Linked DNA regions of Sus scrofa: all the other regions are linked to region 2. The links are chromatin contacts, called in public promoter capture Hi-C maps. All regions are on one chromosome and are shown on one strand. The core of a region is the stretch at or near the end of the contact, and the rest is flanking DNA. Distances in the headings are between cores, read along the strand shown.

Region 1 (3,832 bases), core at 675-3,174, 800 kb after region 2:
TAAAAAAAAAAAAGGGGGAGTTCCCGTCGTGGCGCAGTGGTTAACGAATCCGACTAGGAACCATGAGGTTGCAGGTTCGGTCCCTGCCCTTGCTCAGTGGGTTCATCATCCAGCGTTGCCGTGAGCTGTGGTGTAGGTTGCAGACGCGGCTCGGATCCCGCGTTGCTGTGGCTCTGGCGTAGGCTGGTGGCTACAGCTCCGATTCAACCCCTAGCCTGGGAACCTCCATATGCCGCAGGAGCGGCCCAAGAAATAGCAACAACAACAACAACAACAAAAAAGACAAAAAAAAAAAAAAAAAAAAAGGACCAGAACAGCGTGTATATTACCACTTCTACTTTTTAATACACATATTTATAAACATATGATTGTATATAAACAGAATGTCTCTGGAAAAATACATAAGAAACAAGTATTAGGAGTTGCCTCTGGAAAGGCAAACTGAGTGACTATGGAATAGGAGTGGAAAAAAGTCAACGCTTTACCATATTCTTTCTTTTCCCTTTTGAATTTTGTAGCATTTGCTTGAATTGTCTAGTTCAAAATTTAACAATAGTTTATATTATGATGGAAATCTCATGCTACCAAAATATTCCATTATATAAGTGGATTACACTAAACTTTGCAGAAAAACCTGTAGTCACAGTTCTAGCATCAATTTCAACTTTATCGACTATAACAATCAAAGACTGATAGTTTTAGCTAAATTAGCCAATGCGAATCATTTTAAGATGTATGGGGAGGGATGCCTGAAGATTTAAAAAAAATTTAAAAAAAGGAAAGCGTTCAAGAATTTGGATGAGTGAGCAATAAGAATAATGTTATTCGTTCAAAAACATATCTGCCCATCAGGCACCAAACACTGTGCTAAGTGCTGAAGAACCAATGACACCTGGTCCTTGCCATTGAGTAGCCCTGATTTAGTGGGAGTATATGAATAGAGCAGTAAAATTATCACTCCTGTGGGCTTGATTACTCAAAATATAGGTTCATTCATTTGGAAACACGTAACAATTTGAATGAATGAATGAATATATGAAGCAAGCCTGGTGACAAAGTGACCTTGCTGAAGCCTCTAGTAATTTGAAAAGAACAAAAAGAATCAATCTCTCAGTCTGGGAATGCTCGGACACTTGCACTCCCAGAAGCCAGAGAGCCAAAAGGGCCTGCAAGCGTCAGAGGCTTGGCTTTTAGGTACAGTCCCAGGTCAACAGGAAAGGCGCAGGATGAAGAGTCCCCAGGCCTTAACCTGACACTTGGCATCCTTTCAAGCCAGGTACTCCCCCACTTGGGCTTACAAGGTCTCAACTTTCTAACATGTGGGAGGGAACGAACCCTGAGTCGACCTCTGAACCCTCAAAATGAAGGTCACTCTCAGCCACCTCCCTCAGTGCCCAGGGCTCCTTCATCAGCAGACTGTAACAGAAAATGCAAGAGAGCATGAAACTCCTCTCGAGAAAACCTCTCGAAAATTATGAACCAAGTAGGCGCTCGGGCAGCTCGAGGAGTGAGGGTGACTGCCCCGGTCCTATGCAGTCGGCTCGGCCTACTCCAGGCACAGTCACTGACCTTTACAGAGAGAGTTTCCAGGGGCGGTGGCCGGAGGGGCGAGAGCAGCGGCCCAGGCCCTGCACCCAACACATCTCCCTCTCAACCGGCTCTGCGCTAAGCGGAGGGTAACCAAGGGCGACCAGGAGGCCGCCATCTTGAGCTCCGTACAAGGGGAGCAAAAGGAAAACTTTATTGAAACCCAGAAGAAAGACGGTAGCACCGACAAATCCTGCAGTGCTCACAGAAGGCTCCGCCCGTGAGAGAACGAAAGAGAGAAGCGGAAAAAACGCAAGCTCAAGTAGCTAGGGGGCGGGCTGACTCCCATGCCCTCTGATCTCTCTTCCAGAGCAGACACTTGCAACTACGACTCCCAGCATGCAGTGCGGTGGCGCCGAAGGCGGTGCGGGGCAGGCAGCTCTGGGCTTGGGGGGAGGGGCACTTCTCCGCCCAGCGAAGGCAGCCGAGGATTCCACAACACTTTCAAGGAATTGGAACGGGATTACGACGTGTAAAGTAACCCCCCCTGAGCCTTTTAGGTTAGCATACCTGACTGAGACTCCAAAACCTAAATAAAATGTAAGTTTTTGCACAGCAAAGGAAACCATAAACAAAACAAAGAGACAACCCACAGAATGGGAGAAAATATTTGCTAATGAAACAACTGATAAGGGATTAATCTCTGAAATATATAAACACCTCCCGCAGCTCAATATCAAAAATCCAAAACAACCCGGTCAAAAAAATGGGCAAATGTAAATAGACATTTCTCCAAATGAGACATACAGATGGCCAAAAAACACATGACAAGATGCTCAACATCACTAATTATTAGAGAAATGCAAATCAAAACTACAATGAGGTACCACCTTACACTAGCCAGAATGGCCATTATCAAAAAGTTTACAAATAATAAATGCTGGAGAGGGTGTAGAGAAAAAGGAATCCTTTTACACTGTTGATGGGAATGTACACTCATGTAACCACTATGGAAAACAGTATGGAGGTTACTCAAAAAACAAAAAATAGAACTACCATATGATCCAGCAATCCCACTCCTGGGCATCTATCAAGAGAAAACCATAATTTGAAAAGATAAATGCACCCCAATATTTATTGCAGCACTATTACAATAGCCAGACATGGAAGCAACCTAAATGTCCATCAACAGAGGAATGAATAAAGAAGATTTGGTACATATATGCAATGGAATATTACTCAGCCATAAAAAAAAGAACAAAATAATGCCATTTACAGCAACATGGATGGACACAGAAACTATCGTTCTAAGCCATACAGTGAAAGGCAAACATCATATGAAATCACCTTTATGTGGAATCTTAAATAAAGGGGGGGAGGTACAAATGAACTTATTTGCAGAGCAGAAACGGTCTCACAGACTTTGAAAAACTTATGATTACCAAAGGGGACAGGTTGAGGAGTGGGAGGGATGGACTAGGAATTTGGGATTGGCATATGCGCACTGAGGTATATGGAAGGACTGGCCAATGGGGACCTGCTATATAGCACAGAGAACTCTACCCAGTATTCTGTGATAATCTATGTGGAAAAAGAATCCGAGAGAGAATGAATCTATGTATATGCGTGACTGGATCACTTTGTTGTACAGCAGAAATTATCACAGTCTTATAAATTAACTATAGTTCAATAAACCTAAAAAAACAATCAAAATAAAAAGTGGAGGATCCATTGGGCCCTCATATTTTAACAAAATATTGGTTACATCCCTAAGTGGTAGCCCCAGTTTGCCTCCAGTGTCCAGCTCATCTTTGGCAGAGTACCTGAAAAGTGCTATCACCTTTGTTTTCTGTAATGTAAATAATTTTCAATGTGGAATAAACTCAGATGTTTAGAAAGAACTTGTGTAGCGTGGGAAAGCCAGTGAACCACTGGACTGAATGGCCTTGAGACCATGTATCCAAAGAGGAATATCTAAGTGATCTTCCCTAATTTGATTAAACAAAAAATATTTGGAGTATATAGGGTTAACAAAGTGCTATCCAAAAGAAGCAGGCAATCCTGTAGGAGGGACAAAGGAATCGATAAAAGATTCTACCAGATGTTGTTGAATCAATGAAAGAGCACTTTGGCTGGGAAATCAGGAAAGCCTTCTAGAAGCTTTACTTTTAACAGGAAATGAAGACCTTCCAAAAATAGAAAACAGAGTGAACTAAGGCAGGCAGACAGGCATGCAAGCAAGAAAATCTGGATTACAGGAAAAGAGAAAGTTTCAGTTGTATGAAAACTAAATAAAAAGACATTA
Region 2 (4,268 bases), core at 480-2,979:
GTATGAAGGACATTAGGAAATCAAGGATAATGCATAGGTTTCAAATTTTCACAAGTGCATGGCAGTGCCCTAAGTGAAATAGGGAACACTGGGAAATAATCAGATTCATAAAAGATACTGTTCATTTGGTTTTAGGCATGTTAAGTCTGAGGTGCTTTTGAGATATCCAAGAAGAAACACCATAGAGATGGGCATAAGAAAGCTAAAAGGTGAAGCTGGATGAAATTATACATTTAAGTCATAGGTGGTGGTGAAACAAAGCTAAAAGGTGAAGTTGGATGAAATTATACATTTAAGTCATAGGTGGTGGTGAAACCATGGCTATGAATGAGATCATACTCAATCACAAAGTAAAAAGGAGACCCACACTTAAGAAACTACCCTATCCTTTGTGGGTTGGACAAAGGAAGATGAGCCTCCCCCCACCCCAAAAGACACAAGAAGGAGTGGCTTTGTTTTCTGAAATCATACTCATAAGAAGGAAGTTCTCATTTTTTAAAATTCTGATTTAAACAAGCAACATTAGAATGTTCTAGGCTTTCCAAATTAAACCAATTCATCAGAACTCTGTTCAAGGATAGGTCACTTTCAGAAACTATCTGGAAAATTCATAGTACGTTTCTCTTTTCTGCTCTTTACTCTTTTCTCTTTGCTGTATTGTACATCAAAACACAAAAAGCTATTCCTCCTGAAATGTATATGATTTTGGCTTATTGCAGTTTCCTGAAATTACTATCTCCCTCACTCTTGGCCTCACCATATGCTGTTCTTTTGACCCTCTTTCCCTGAGATGAAGATTTCCCTGACTTTCCAAGACCGGCCTAAGTGATCTTTCTAGCCATCCTAATAATATCATATAGTACTGTATGTTTAATGTGTGTACTGTACTTTATATATGTATTGTATAATGTTTAACCATTAGTTTAACTAGATGGGAACTGTGCGTTTTCCACTTGTCCAGTACTTGGTTTTTAGAAACTAAGTTTTAGAAACGCATGTATTGTGCAACATGAAAAATTAAAACTAATTTGTTATCAGTCCAGTGATAGCCCTTCAAACCTCAACTTTTCTCAAGAAGAATGACTTCAAACAGCAATATGCAAACAAATTATTTAATCTTTTAAAATTACTAAATTTTAGAGATTTTTATAAGTCTTTTTTCCATATGGTATTCTTAAAGCCTGCAAATATTCATATCTAGGAACACGAGGGATTCTTTTCCCTTCAGTTTTGTACAAAAAGGATTTGACAACTCTCTTTCAAAGTGTGGCACAGGATTTCTTCTGCGCAAATAAAGCCTCAAACAATCCTATGCAATGGCAAACAAAGGTGCACTTACACAGGGATACTGAGTCCATCCCGCGTGAGCCCACCTGACAGAGCAGAAGCAGAGGTAGCACCGCGGAGCACTAGTTTCCACAGCATCCCTCTTGCCTGACCTTATGCAGCTCTTTCCGACCATCCATGTCCTCTCAACGCGCCCGCGGTCTTGGGCACTCGGACTAGTTCTTCCCACGTAGATTACTGATAGTCCCTGGACTAAGGAGTACAGCTCTAAGGAGACGGCTTCCTTTCTAAAATCCCACAGGAAATGGAGGAAGGAAAAATACTGTCAAAGGAAAAGTGTCAGCCAAGCCCACAGTGCTCACCAAGCCAAATCTCTCAGTCAAATCTCCGGCAGCGCTAGCCGTTGGCTCGCAGGGAGCCACAGGCAACGTCGCAGTGGCTCCCGGGAGCTGTAGTTTCTGTCTCAAACAGAACGCGCCTACAGCACCAGAACTACACTTCCCAGAAGTCAATGCGAGGACGCCCTGCCTTCTTAAATCTGGTGTTTGGCGCAATAAAGAGTTTCTATTTTTTCCTCTGATTTTAAATTTTGATTCGAGTTCTTCCAGGAGTTTATCTGTGCCCTCCTTATTTGCGGTTCTTGTCTCGTGTGTGATAATTTCGGCGTATTTCAACTTTTCGTTACCCCCGTTCAGCCCAAAGAAGCCGAACGTCAAGGCAAAAAAAAACCAAAAAAACCAAAAAACAAAAAAAAAAAACGCCCCCCGAGCAGATTCGGTGCCTCTTAAGGCGCATGCGCCCGGCCCACCGTTACGCATGCGTAGCAGCCGTCAGCGGTTGGCGGCCGCTCGCGGGCTCGGGGTCCGGAGGTAGCTTGTTGGAGGGCGGGGCTTTTTCCGATGGCTTTGCCTCAGCGGGTCGCGTCTGCTTGGGCGGGGAAGAGGGCGCAGGGGCAGGGGCAGGGGCGGCTCCTGGCTTGTGCCGGGCGGAGAAAGGGGAGGGGCTGGGGGTGAGGACCCCGTCTCCCCTCCCCGCTCCCGCCCTCTGGGCCGAGCCCCATCGATGGGGCTGGGCGAAGGGGCGGGTTCTGCGCCTGGGGCCCTGCCGCTCCGCCAGCTTCGCGGCCCAGCCCCGCGATCGGGGATTGCTGGGCTGCCCTGTGCCGGTTTGGGTTGGCCGGCAGTGGGCGAGGATACCGGGATTGGAAGAGAAGCAGCGTCAGCCCGTGGATTCTGAATCCGCAGAGCCAGAGACGCGTTCCTCCAACGCCACCACCGAGACAGAGGCTGCACGAGACTGCAGCCCCTGGGGAGCGCCAGGGTCTCTAGCCGCGGCGTCCAGCGAGCCAGGGTTCGGCGAGCCTTTCCAGCCAGCGCCCGGCCGGGCGGGAGGAGCTGCGGAGGGCGGGGACTGGTGCCGGAGGAGGGGCGGGGTGGGAACGCTCCCGAGAACACCGTGGCTGCACGGACAAAAAACACCGAGTGGCTGCAGAGCGTTCAACTGTATCCAGCCTTTTGGGGCAGAGCACGGATTTGACAGCTCCACGGCTTGAGGATATCCGCTGACCCCGAGAGACGGAGAGGAACACTTCCCCGACACTGTCCAGCAAAGCCAGCTCTGTAAGGTTTCAACTTTCCAACTTTTTTTTTTTTTTTTTTTTTTTTTGTCTGACTAGAAGACTGCTACTCCGGGTAGAAGGAGAGGGCGAGCTCTGTCTGGTAGATCGAAGACATTTCTGGTACCAATGTCACCCAGGCTTATGTTTTCGTGACGATTCGATTTTTCTGATTTATTTCTTACATTTCTCGTTTTAAAAATACGAAGTGCTGTGGTGGACATGCTGAAAGATTGAAGAGGGCAGGAAAAAAAACTCCAGTTGTCATGGCTGAAGGAGAGAATGAAGTGAGATGGGATGGACTGTGCAGTAGAGATTCAACTACTAGAGAGACCGCACTGGAAAACATTAGGCAAATCATCGTGAGAAAAACCGAGTGTCTTCGTTTGGTGAAAGAGACACCTTATCGTCCATCAGAAGGCCTTTCAAATGCCATTTCTTTGGATGGGTTGAATAAGCTTCTTGCTCATCTGCTTATGCTTTCTAAGAGGTGTCCCTTTAAAGATGTAAGAGAGAAAAGTGAGTTTATTCTGAAGAGCGTCCAGGTAAGGAAGCGCATTTTAAGTACAATTGTGTTTCTAGTACAGTGTTTTGTTTGCAGTTATTCATTTTGTATTGGCTTCAAATAGGCTGTTATAATTTGAACCACTCAGCATCTTAAATTAAGTGGTCTATAAAACATTGAATTTGGGGTTAAAATTGGACAAGATGAACTAAGGTAAAAGTAATTTTCAAGTACAGGTAAACAAGTATTGTCTTTGCAGAGAGTTTTGGCAGAAAATGCATTCCTCCTGAGAAAAACATGTGAAAGTTACAGTTAATTGCAAGTAAATACTTGCTTTTCCTTATATTCATTTTTACAGGCTGTTGGGAAGTGTAGCCAGTATGCTTTTCACATTGTTACAGACAATGTTTTGTGTGGAAAGTTTCACATTTAAAGGCCTTTAAAATGATAAAGCATATTAAATGTTTCCTAGTCAGGTTGTTCAAGATAACTGGTGAAACAATTTTCTCTTGTTCTTAAAAACAAAACAAAACCAGAATCTCTTCCCTAAATGCAACCTTTCTTTTCTCAAAGGAAGAATTAAATAATAAAAGTTATAAAAGAGCTGACATCTGCAGATTGAAAAGTTGGACCCAGGTTGAATAAATGATAGAAACGTGCTTATTGTCAATTTCTTAACTAGCTTTCTCTGTGCGTGCTTAAGTTGATTGATTCTTTTCTTTTACAGATGCATACCTATTTAAGTTGTGAGGGCAAAAGACTAAAAATGTCATAGTTTTCCTCCTGTTTTGTACATATTTGATTTATCTTGTTTTATTACATTTGTTAGAAGAATTTTTTTTTAAGGGAAAGGTTTTTAGA
Region 3 (3,759 bases), core at 786-3,285, 820 kb after region 2:
CTCTCTCTCTCCCTCTCTCTTTTTTTTTGACCACACCCAAAGCATGAAGACGTTCCCATGCCACAGACTGAACCTGAGCCACCACAGAGACAAAGGCCAGGATCCTAAACCAGCTGAGCCAGTGGGTAAGTCCTGAGGAGCTCTTCTCTAGCTGTTTGACTGTGTTGCTACCTTCTATGGCTGCTTCCCCACTGCAGGCGAGTGTTATTACTGCTGCCCAAGGCTGCTCTGAGTGGCCTCCAGGGAATGAGATAGAAGAATAGCCAAATGATTGCTTTGTTCTAGTGTCACAGATGACAACACAATAGGGTGGTTCCTGGTCTCTTAGATTTTAAATACTCCAATTCAAAGAGTCATTTATACACATTTCTTGAGCTCACTGCTGTAGTCAGAACAGTCAAGTGTCTATTTGGTCTCAGGCCAGCGATCGAACCAGCAACCTCATGCTTCCTAGTGGCATTCGTTAACCACTGCGCCGTGAAGGGAACCCCTGGGTCACTCTTTATCACATTATCCACCTTTCTTTACTGCACCAATCATATTGGCAGTTATATTATTTGTTGGTTTATTTATTATCTGTTTCCCCAAGAGAAACCATACATTTGACAATTACCCTCATGAACTCAGGGAATTTCAATACCTTCTCCATCTTTTTACCTCCAGTATCGAAGTGGAAAACACAGAGTTCCCATTGTGGTGCAGTGGAAACGAATCCAACTAGGAACCATGAGGTTGCAGGTTTGACCCCTGGCCTCGCTCAGTGGGTTAAGGATCTGGCATTGCCGTGAGCTGTGTTTTAGATCACAGACAGAGCTTGGATTCAGCGCTGCTGTGCCTTGGGCGCAGGCCAACTCCTAGCCTGGGAGCCTTCATATGCCGCAGGTGTGGCCCTAAAAAGGCCAAAAAAAAAAAAAAAAAAGTGGAAAACACCGAGTAGGCCTTCAATAAATATTTATTGAATGAATGAATGTAGAGTTTTCTTGAAAATAATCTACGTGTTCTTTTTTTTTTTTTTTTTTTTTTTTTTTGTCTTTTGGCCATTTCCAGGGCCACTCCCTCGGCATATGGAGGTTCCCAGGCTAGGGGTCGAATCGGAGCTGTAGCTGGCCTACATCACAGCCACAGCAACGCGGGATCCGAGCCGCGTGTGAGACCTACACCACAGCTCACGGCAACGCCGGATCCTTTAACCCACTAAGCAAGGCCAGGGACCGAACCCATAACCTCATGGTTCCTAGTCGGATTCGTTAACCACTAAGCCACAACGGGAACTCCTCATTTTTTTTTTAATACCAACTGTACTTAGTGTTATTAAGAAGGGCTGCTAATGATTCAGACAACTTTTCAGCTTAAGGGACAGATCAGATTATTTAAAGAGAATGGGTTTTCTGAATCTAACATAAAACACACACACACACACAAAGAGCTGTGATACAACAACATCAAGGGCCATAACTCCCCAGGCAGGGCAGGAATAGACATCTATCCTTCTACCTCAATGCTCAAAGTCTGCATTTATTGGCAATCAACTATGATCTACTTAATTGTTTTGTCTTTTTTTCATTTCTGATAAAGGTTTATCCGAGTTCCACTTCAAATGCTGTACCGATGTTTTATCACCTTAAAAAAAAAAGCTACTGGAGTTCCCATAGTGGCTCAGGGGTTAACAAATCTGACTAGCATCCATGAGGACGTAGGTTCCATCCCTAGCCTTGCTGAGTGGATTAAGGATCTCAAGCCGTGCCATGAGCTGTGGTGTAGGCCAGCAGCTACAGCTCCAATTCCACCTCTCCATGTGCTGCAGGTGCGGCCCTAAAAAAAGCAAAAACGCAACAAAACAAAAACTTACTTAAATTTTGTAACTGAAGGGGGAAAGCTGCAGATCACTCAAACATCAGAAATTCAAGGCAGGCTTCGGCCCATATACTACCTGTTAATTTTAGCCCATCGGTCTCCCAAAACGGTTTGACCGTTGGATATGACGTCATTAAGTTGTTCCCACCTTCAATTTACCAAACCAGACACGTGTCCAGTGAGACTCCAAGTTGATATCAAAATCATCATTTGAGGCATATGTTCAAGGTTATCTAGAAAAGCATTTTCAGTGGTTTATGGTGAGACAGTGGATATGTCGGAATTGAGTTAGCATAGGCAGTTCTGTTCCACTTGCAGGCAAATCTCTTCCATCTCGTTGTTTAACTTGTCTGGCAGCTACCAAGGCCTCTAAGATCGTTTCCGGTGTTCTTCTCACCGTTCCAGGTCTAGGCGGATACATAAAGACAGGAAGCGCCCGCCCCCGCACTCCGGTCCTGGGTCCCATAGCACCTCGGACGCAGCCCAGTAGCGGCGCGCTCGCCCGGTGCATTGTGGGCGCTGTAGTCTGGCCGGAATCTGTTCGCGCCTACAAGACCCGTGACTCTCCTTCTCCGCCGGCGAGCTCGCCGTTCCTCTCCGTGGCTTCCGCTGGGCCTCCCGGCCTCGGGGCGCAGCGTTCCGTCGGGTGGGTTGTTTCCTGCTTGGGCTCAAGAGGCAGCAGCCAGAGCGGCGCGGGGAGGAGCTTCGCGCGCAAGGGTGAACGCCCGCTCTACGTGCTCGTTCGCCTTGCGACCGCTGCGCGCGAGTCCGGTGTCCCCGCGGCGGGCAGCAGAGGCGGCGTCGGTGGATCGCGGAGGGGGCGGAGGGAGTCCGCGGCGGCGGCTACAGCAGCGAAATGGCGGAGACCGTGGCGGACACCCGGCGGCTGATCACCAAGCCGCAGAACCTGAATGACGCTTACGGGCCTCCCAGCAACTTCCTCGAGATCGATGTGAGCAATCCGCAGACAGTGGGGGTCGGCCGGGGCCGCTTTACCACCTATGAAATCAGGGTCAAGGTGAGGCCATCTTTCCCCCCTACAGAGAGACCCCTCCCATAGTTCCCTGGTGCCCCTAGCCTTCCCTGGAGCGCGTCTCCCTAGCGGCCTTGGCTGTTGAGTCCGGGGCTGCTGGCTGACATGGTAGGGCAGTTCTGTCCACGGGCGGGGTCGGGGGCGAGGGCCCCTCTTCGTGTTGGGCTGGCTTGGGAGTTGCAGAGTGACCTGAGCCCCGTGCTGGCACTTGAGGACGGTACGCGAAGAGGGCGTGGGTTGAACGCCGCTTGCCCCTCAGGCAGCTGATCTCGGAATGACATTTGAGTTGGAAAGGGGTAGATCTTTCGAGAACACAGCTCTTCTTTGGGAAGGGAGCTAAATGTGACTGAGAAAGGGGATTTGCTCAAAGTTGAAGCCTTTTCAGTTTTCTTTTCCTGGACACTTTTCTCCGAGGTGGCCAAGCCTAGCTGATTGCTTGAGGCCCTTCCCGAGCTACCAGACTCACCTCGTTTGTACGCTTCCCTGAACAGAACCTCAGGGGAGTTTACAAAAGCCTCTGACAAATGTGGTAGGGCTGAGCCGGGCGAGAACTGCAATTGGAAATGATCGGCCCTAGCTTTCTGGGTCACTGTCTGTTAAAGGGTGAGAAGTGGGGAATGTTGCCTTCCTCACAAAACTACAACTGCTTTAAGAAAAGCTTGTTCGTTGAGGGATCTTGCTCTCTTAATTTAGAGATTTGCACTTCACTGAATGAAGGAATCAGTTGAAGTAGAAACACATTCATAATTTCATAATTAAAATTTGTTGGCAGTAAGTAATTCAGATGATTTGAAAGATGGTAATTGAGAATATTGCTTCACTTTCAGTCTACAGTTCAGGATTAAAGAAGTTACTCATGTATGGAAGTATCT

Evidence for each region. Promoter capture Hi-C pulls out the DNA fragments that hold promoters and counts their contacts.
Region 1: a contact with region 2 is called in a promoter capture Hi-C map of liver, with 5 times the contacts expected there. The contact joins the promoter of AFG1L here to the promoter of CEP57L1 in region 2. A contact is called at or near these places in 1 of 5 promoter capture datasets (liver), 3 of 47 Hi-C or Micro-C datasets (embryonic fibroblasts, heart right ventricle and liver) and 1 of 2 datasets of contacts at active chromatin or transcription factors (skeletal muscle).
Region 3: a contact with region 2 is called in a promoter capture Hi-C map of liver, with 13 times the contacts expected there. The contact joins the promoter of SNX3 here to the promoter of CEP57L1 in region 2. A contact is called at or near these places in 2 of 5 promoter capture datasets (fetal skeletal muscle and liver), 3 of 47 Hi-C or Micro-C datasets (embryonic fibroblasts, heart right ventricle and liver) and 2 of 2 datasets of contacts at active chromatin or transcription factors (alveolar macrophages and skeletal muscle).

Annotation. Positions count from the first base shown.
Region 1 is chr1:74,365,513-74,369,344 of Sscrofa11.1, reverse strand. It overlaps AFG1L (lactation elevated protein 1), which reads right to left and starts at 1,924. Exons shown (of 14, transcript XR_002343776.1): 1 at 1,570-1,924.
Region 2 is chr1:75,168,454-75,172,721 of Sscrofa11.1, reverse strand. CEP57L1 (centrosomal protein CEP57L1) reads right to left here and starts at 1,729. Exons shown (of 11, transcript XM_021090896.1): 1 at 1,340-1,729. The coding sequence starts at 1,462. SESN1 (sestrin-1) reads left to right here and starts at 2,348. Exons shown (of 10, transcript XM_021090855.1): 1 at 2,348-3,447. The coding sequence starts at 3,169.
Region 3 is chr1:74,348,011-74,351,769 of Sscrofa11.1, reverse strand. SNX3 (sorting nexin-3) reads left to right here and starts at 2,035. Exons shown (of 4, transcript XM_021090786.1): 1 at 2,035-2,806. The coding sequence starts at 2,711.